Linked DNA regions of Mus musculus: region 1 is linked to region 2. The links are chromatin contacts, called in public promoter capture Hi-C maps. All regions are on one chromosome and are shown on one strand. Each heading gives the region's core, a stretch centred on a gene start, on an enhancer-like site or on the middle of the called end of the contact. The rest is flanking DNA. Distances are from core to core; before and after follow the strand shown.

Region 1 (3,597 bases), core at 854-3,353, 49 kb before region 2:
CTATTATAGGGCTGATGTTCACAAATACTTAGTGTGTTACTGAAAATAAAAGGGAGCAAATGTCTTTACAGACATTCATGCACGGAAACCTAGCACGGGGTCTGAAAACGACTTAATTCTCCTACTGCTCGACAGTCAAAATTTGACCATTCTATTACTTCTATCAACATGACAATATAATTTCTCCAACATCTTCAGTTCAGTAAAAGAACTCACTGACATTTCACCCAGTAAGCTGAAAGCCAGCCAAAGTTGTAAAAATCAACCTCTAGAAATATTTAGACATCTGCCACTTACCCCAAAGCCTTGGACAGACAATGACTCATAATTCATTCATGTTGAGTGTTTTTCTCCAACTGACAAGTTTAAAGGCAAGTATGGTTCAGTTCTGACTGAGAATGTGAGGCCACTGGTCCTTTCCAAAGGGAAAAGATAGTCCTAGAGCTACATTTCACTATCCCATGGACACTAACGGGCACAAGCCCCTGCGGTACCATCACTGCTCCGAAGGAAAACCTAACTCACCATTCAATCACTCACCCCCAGACCTCCTCGGCAGACGGAAGTCCAGAGAAGTGGAGCAGCAAATACTAGACTAAGAACAAGTCAGACTTTTCTCATGGTTATAAAAAAGAAAAAAATTCACAGAAGACATGGAATAATAAAATGAAGGGGAGGTGTGTGCATGGTCAGTGTCTAAGCATACAGAGGAAAGGCACCTCACAGACTCTAAAAGGAACGCAGTCCACGAAGCACTGCATGGGCCGCAGCCTCCATGCTGTTCAGGATCCTCATGTGAGCTGTCTGCCTTGCCACTAAACTGAATTAAGTAAATTTGATATTAATATCTACTTCACCAAAGCACACATTAATTTACCGTTTTGTTAAAAGTTCTTTAACACAAATTAATATGCCTGCCATCAGCACCTGCTATTTATAAATGCCTATTTATAATAGGACACATAGGTAACTAAAATTTAGTTATCTGAAATACTAGCTGCTAGAACAATATACAAACCCAGGTGAAGTATACTTCTACCATATATACTTCAGTTGATATCAAAATATGAAATGATAAAAGATATAGAAAACTACTTTGTGGTTATAATATATTTGTGATTTTTATTTATTCAATTCAACTAAGAATGAGAGAATTAATGCTTTGGGTGGTGAAAATGCAGGAGTATTTTGGCTTTGGTTTGGATGCCAGACCGCACTGGGTACCTTTATGTAACAGGCATGTGCTGAATCATAAACTTCTTATCTGTGACTGCATTAGAAGATACAACCAGTGGAGAGGGATAACAGTGTGATGGTGTTATGAAGGTGGAGCACTCATGATAGAATTAGGAACTTTATAAGAAAAGAATGGAATTGTTCCTTTTTATTCATAGAGGATATAATGTGAAGCAGCCTTCTTCAAGCAGGAAGATGGCCCTCACTTGAAAGTGAATGGACCAGAACCTTGGCCTTGGGCTTTCCTTCTCCAGAATGACCACATATTTCCTGTTTAAGCCTCCAGTTAACAGTGTTCTGCTATAGTAGCTCTAGGTTCTCAATAAAATTATGTTGTAAAGTATTTTGTTATTTAATTTAAACAAAATATAGTCAAGTAAAAAAGAAAATAATAATCTTTTATCCAGAAAAAAATTGTCTTAATATGAAATAATTATTGCAATTAATTCCTAACAAACACAAGAAGCTTAAAACTTATTAGTTCACTAGTGTATGAATGACAAAGATGGATGAGTAAAGAAATCATAGCTTCTAGTAACTTTAAGGAGAATATAAGGCAGAGATCAACGAAGAAGAAATCAAACAAACACATATTTTAATGACAAAATGAGCAGATATAAAGATCTTGAAGAAGAAGAAAATAGAAGGAGGAAGAGAAGAAGAAGAAAGGAGAGGGTGAAGAGGAAAAGGAGGAAGAGAATGTTGATACACCACACAAAAAAATCCTTTGGGCATGATGTAAAAATGAATTAAGGACACAGACAGAACATAAGTCACAGTAATGTATTAAAATGCTCTGTCCGCCTGTGCCCCTGCTGAATGACAGGCTCGGCACAAACGCTTTCTCCTGTGTGCACTCACAGGCTCCCTCCCCCAGGTTTACCATGACTGAGCTTCCAGACACAAGAAAGGATCTGGGGAGCACTTGCCATCGTTGGGCCACACTTGTGTCAGCCTGTGCTTTGCTCATCTTTCTTTCTGTTTCCCATGGCTGAATGTCAAAAGTAAGTAAATAAGAACCTTCCATCTTTACTGAGGCTAAAGTTCGCAGAGTCTCAAGAGGAAACAGACTGTTAACTTACATATGGAAGGAATTATATCTCTAGAGAAAGGAGGAACTCTGCCATAGAGATCTCTACTTCCATAATTCCACCAGCAACTCTCCTTGCTAGAAATGTTTCTCATGGATGCTCAGGATGAATAAATGTGCAACAGAGCTGACAGCTCTGTTGTAACTGTGTGTCTGTTACGGTATAGGGAGGACAGGCTTTACCAACAAGTTCAGAATCTCCTTGGTTTTAGTGCAAGATACATTGTTTACTTTCCAAAGAATTCATTTACACACACATAACTTTGCATATGCTATAGCAAGAAAACACCTATAAAGTTTACATTTTTCAATCCTACATGTAAGTTTGTTTTTATCTAAGAATATTCTCTAAATCTTCCATTTAGGTATAGGAGTTAGAAACACACTAGGAATAACAAAACTCAAGGTTTTTCCAGTAATTTAGGAAATGTCTTTGGTTAAAGAAATGTCTATGAACTCTTGGGTCTTTTGCAGTCTTGCACTAAGCAGAGGTTGCAGCAAAAGGCAAAATAAGGAAACAAACTCCAGGGCCCTCTGGACTTCTCTCTCTTTCTGCTCTGTTCTCCCGTGTGAATGCTGTATCAATGCAGTTGCCCAGTGTTGGGAAGTGAAGAACACAGCAGGAGCTTGCTGCACACACAGGACTTCCTAGGAGTCATGATGTCCAAGACGCAGGATGCATTTGCATACACAGTGGAGTGAAGAAATTAGCTCTTGTTTCAAATTATATTTGAGCAAACTGATCTTAACCTTCTGAAGCCAAGGGTTGTCTGGGAAAAGCAAGCTCTCTACAGTAGTACACCATGAAAGCTGCACGGGTAGAGACACCACCAAAGGGTTGCAAACGTGTCCTGCCTACTCTTGTTTGCTTGTAAAAAGGCTGAGGATTTGTTCTTGTTTGCTTATGAGGAGTTTTAACTACCAAGCAAAAGAAATTATGTCTAATAATTGTATTAACATCATCTGAATAGTCTCTTAATGTATACAGTGAAAGTGATGGCACAGTAAAGATATTATACATGATATGTTTAAAGAATAATTGTGACAGCTTATTTATTAATTATTGCACTTAAGATAGTACTTTGAGAAAAAAATAAAACATTTCACATAACTTCCACTGGCCATATATCCTTTATAAATTATTAAATGAGTTCTTGGAGTGGCTGGGGAAGGCATTTATACCATTATTCCTTCCCTAGCATCATTTGTTTTACATATAAAAAAAAAAGAAAAATGAAACAAAAAAAAAGCTTTATTTGCATTCTATCACT
Region 2 (4,138 bases), core at 1,598-4,097:
ACTAAAGAAAAAGACTCTTAATTATAATTACAATTCATGTTTAAGTCCAATTAGCAACTAATTAATGTTTCAGTGAGGTAATGACATGGTCTTCCTCTTCTGAAGATGAAAACTTTTCATTTTATTTTATTTTTGCTGAAAAATAAAACTGCCAACAAAACCAAATAATTTCCTAATGATTTTCTGAAAAATTTATAAATAGAAGCATCCTAATTGGCCTTTAATAATTGTTATAGTCTTTGGGTTCCATCCTTATAAACTTGATTTTTTTCCCCAGATAATCTGAGCTTTGTCTTGATAAATAGTGCATTTAATTTTTCTCATGCAAGCAAAGCAGATAACACTGTTGTTATTGTTTTTTTAAATGAGATTGATGCCACAGTTTTTCACAGATCTTATTCTGAAATCTAACATGAAGTACAAATGTCAACTACCCTTCCTCAAAAGATAGAATTACTAACTTTACAAATAAGTAATTGCAGAAGCAGGGAGGCTTCCAAAACGTTGTTAATACTACCATAAAGACACTGTCTTTGGGCTACAAAGCCCATTCTTAGTCCATACAATAATGTTTCATATAATATGAAAATACTTTCATACTCCTATTGTTTGAAACAGCACAAATCCTTTCAAAGAAAAGGAATCACGGTTTCCAAATTCCTATCTTAAATGCTTACTTGATCTCCTTCACGTCCTTAGCATATATCTGACCAGGGAAATTGAGTTACTTAATTTTGGGAAAACATTTATTGCAGATGTTCTTATGAGAAGGATTTTCTATATTAGTATTTTACTATGACATGCTAAGTGCTGTTTGTTTGTGTTTTGTGGAAGGAAGAATCCTTCCCAACTAGTAGCAATATTGGCAAATCAATTTAAAACAACACCAAAAATGTGTACACATTTATGTGCCACAACTTATTTGACTCAAAATGCATGAGAGGCACCCGAGTTCTTATGTAATAGGCCGAGCTTCAAAAGCACTAAACTATAAATAAGTGAAAGTACGATTTCTTAATAAGACTGGGTGATTTTGTAGCATCTTAAAGGGAATTCTTAGATTTCTCATGTTTAAAATTAAACAGTTGGAACGTTCTGCCAATTAAACGAAGCTCCACAGATGGCTTTTACCCTTTTGCTTCATAACAGAAAGGATATGCAATCATTTTTATGGAAGATTATCTAAAGAGAACATTACTGTAAATCAATGCCATAAATATTAGACACCCCCTTTCTCCTGGCTGGAATATGCATCTCTAGATGCTTGCACTGACAACTAAGGTGATAAATGCTCTAGGCCAAATCTTAAATAATAGCTGTCGGGTTCCAGCTAGTACGGATGCACTTCTAGTGTACCCCAAAACTCCAGGATTCAGCTCACTGCCAACAAAGGACAGCAAGTGATTCCCTGCAGCATAAAAGCCGGGAAGGCTACCTTGGGCTTTGTTTTTGTTATGTAAAATGCATTAAAGTGACTCACCCACTTAAGACTACCTACTCTGAACAGCTTTAAAGTACCTTCAAGAACCAAAATAAATGCTTTCCCAGAATGCCAGATAAGCTATTCAGCGCATTTAAAAATACGTATATGTGCCACTGACTCTGATTCCTTCTTGCACCCGAGAGAGCGAAGAATGGTTGCACTGCATCCCTTCCTGCCGTGTGACTACAGCTACCTTTCAACACTCTATTTCTAGAATAGCAACGGTTTCTTTCTCTCTTTCTCTTTTTGAAAGTTATTTTAGAAATGTTAAAAATAAGGGAAAATTGCTGGAGACTGGGGAAACAGTCCCACCCTCAAAGAATAGGGGTTCTATTCATTCTAAGAACAGGAACCGCGTGTCTGTCGGCACTTAGATGTTTCAAATAAAGGGTTGGGTAGGTTGGCTTGGGTGGCCCTTGTACCTGTGAGCACTGGGGTGGACAGCTCGCTTAGCTGCCGGGAGCGAGCTGGCTACAAACCAGGGAAGCTGTCAGGCGCTCCTAGTAATTTGGGATCTAAATGAGTTTGGACAGCACAGCAATTAGCATCCTAGAGGCCAAGTACAGGAGAAGCGCAAGCTACCGGGGTCAGCCTGAAATTAACTCTGAAATACCTAACGGAAACCCAACTTTTTCATCTGGCTGGGTTTGGTGGGAGCTGGGTATGCTCACAAAGTTTTTCCCCAAGTCCGGCTACAGTCTTCAGCTTGCAGCATCCTCGGAGACCAGGCTGAGACGCCGCCGACGGCTAGCGGACGTTCCCTGGGACGGTGCGGCCGGCCGAGGCTCGGCACGCCGGTTCCGAGCTCACTCCAGCGGCCAGCAGCGCATCACCGGGCGGCCCAGCCTCCGAGGCTCCCGGCCGCGCTCCCCGCCCCCCACCGGCAGCCCGCCCGGCATCGAGCGGGGACCCCCGCCTCCAGCCCAACCTGGGCCCGCCGACTTACGTGACGGGCGAAGGGAAGGGCTCCTCGCTCGAGGGGCCGATCAGCCCAGATTGGAAAAGTGTCAGAGTCAAGGCCAGCAGGCAGCCAGCAGCCATCTTCGCGATCGAAGATCAGTGCCCTCCCTGCCGGCCCGGAGGCGGCGGAGCTGCACGAGGCGGCTGAGGGACGGAGCCGGGGCGCCGACGTCTGCGGGAGAGCGCGCGGGGAGAAGCGGGCTGGGCACGGGCGGGCGGCCGGGCGGGCCGGGCGGGGCCGGGCGGACTCTCTAGCGCGTGGCTGCCGCTCCGTGCCACGGCTGCCTCGCCTGCGCCGCCATCAAGGGCGACTGTGGAAACAGAGCTCGGCCAGCCCGCCGGCGCCCGCGCGCTCTGGCTCCCAGCGCTCGCCTCCCTGATTTATCCGCGGTCGCCGAGGAGAGGGCGGGGGCGGGGCGGGGGCGGAGGGGGCGGCGCGGGGACGCGGCGGCTGCGGGGATGGGGGTGGCCGGAGCGGGGCTCCGGCTGCCTTCCCCGGGCGGGTCTCGGGGAGGCGGCTGTGGGTGGGCAGCGGGAGGGCCGGGCGTCAGAGCCGGGCGGGGACGGCCCGGGCGCAGCCCTCCGTACAAGGCAGGGAGGAACTCCCAAAGTCGCCGTCGCCTGCTCCCGCCGCGGGGCGTGCGGAGGCCGAGCGGACGGAGCCCGTAGGTGCTCCCCGAGGGACCACCGGCCGGCCGCGCGTATCTACCGCTCGCGCAGGCTCCTGCCGAGCACTTTGCTCGCCTCCTCCGGGTTATTTTTTGCACAATCTGGCAGGGGCCCCCAAGCCCTTCTCCCAGGCGTAGAATCCGCTGCCTGCCTAAGAATCATGAAGTGATTTAACAACAAATCTAGGAGGGGTTTGTGGTGCTTTAGAAAACGCCGCTGTGGACTCAACCAGGTGGCACTGGTTTTCATGGTGTGCCAGGGGGTTAGGGCCTTTGACAGGGCTCTAACTAATGGTGCCAGCGGCCCTACACCCACGTACAAGTAGACTTGGTTTACCTGGCGGGGGCAGATCCTCAAGGGGCGGACTCTGGGAATCATTGCAGAACAAGCTAGCAGATGCTGTAAGATGTCTTTCCTACTCGTCCATAAGAAGCAAGGCTAGAGGGTGGTTAGTGTTGCAAGGGGCTTTGGCAACATCTTAGCAAGCAACCTTCCAACTGGTTGAAAATTTTCCCGTCCTGACCACTGGACTGCTTTGTGAACAAGCTTGTTGCCTGCTGAATTCACTTTCTCAGTGTGAACACAGAGCGGAGGTTAACATCAGAAACAGGTGGCCCTCTGCAAATTGCATCTGAAATGTGGAGGAAGGGCTGGTTTTACCTCCACTCTGGGGAGAAGCAAGGCTATCTAGGGCCTTCTAGAAAGAGCAAAACAAAACAAAACAAAACCATCGGTCTTCATTTATACCTTCCCTGCCTGGCTCAGGCCACTTTCGAGGACAGACTTGGTGGGCCGCTGCTAGAAAGGCTTCATGGAACAGCCCAAATTCTTAAGCTGCTTGCAGAAGGATATGAAAACACTTTGACATGAAGTCAGAGAATACAGTTCCTGATAAGAAAAAAGACCCTCACACTAAGGCGAAGAGTCTGTAATGATGTTGTGGCTGTAAGATTATTAACCCCTTTTATAGAAGATTGTTAATCGCCCCTTTTATAGACGGGTAGATAGACCTCTACTCATTCGGAA

What was found. Promoter capture Hi-C pulls out the DNA fragments that hold promoters and counts their contacts.
Region 1: a contact with region 2 is called in a promoter capture Hi-C map of cranial neural crest, with 3 times the contacts expected there. The contact joins the enhancer-like site here to the promoter of Cacna2d1 in region 2. A contact is called at or near these places in 1 of 39 promoter capture datasets (cranial neural crest), 8 of 484 Hi-C or Micro-C datasets (3T3-L1-derived adipocytes, cerebellar granule neurons, cerebellum and 4 more), 3 of 115 datasets of contacts at active chromatin or transcription factors (differentiating embryonic stem cells, embryonic forebrain and neural tube) and 2 of 9 other capture datasets (liver and macrophages).

Annotation. Positions count from the first base shown.
Region 1 is chr5:15,982,152-15,985,748 of GRCm38.p6, reverse strand. All of the region lies in intron 1 of Cacna2d1 (calcium channel, voltage-dependent, alpha2/delta subunit 1), which reads right to left. Among named protein-coding and RNA genes, the nearest start is that of Gm43000, 19 kb to the left of the region's middle. Within about 2 kb of position 2,103, at least 6 of the 459 cell types and tissues checked have an H3K27ac peak or open chromatin away from gene starts, as enhancers often do.
Region 2 is chr5:15,933,400-15,937,537 of GRCm38.p6, reverse strand. It overlaps Cacna2d1 (calcium channel, voltage-dependent, alpha2/delta subunit 1), which reads right to left and starts at 2,847. Exons shown (of 39, transcript NM_001110844.1): 1 at 2,430-2,847. The coding sequence starts at 2,524. Gm3510 (a long non-coding RNA gene) reads left to right here and starts at 3,275. Exons shown (of 2, transcript XR_003955870.1): 1 at 3,275-4,138.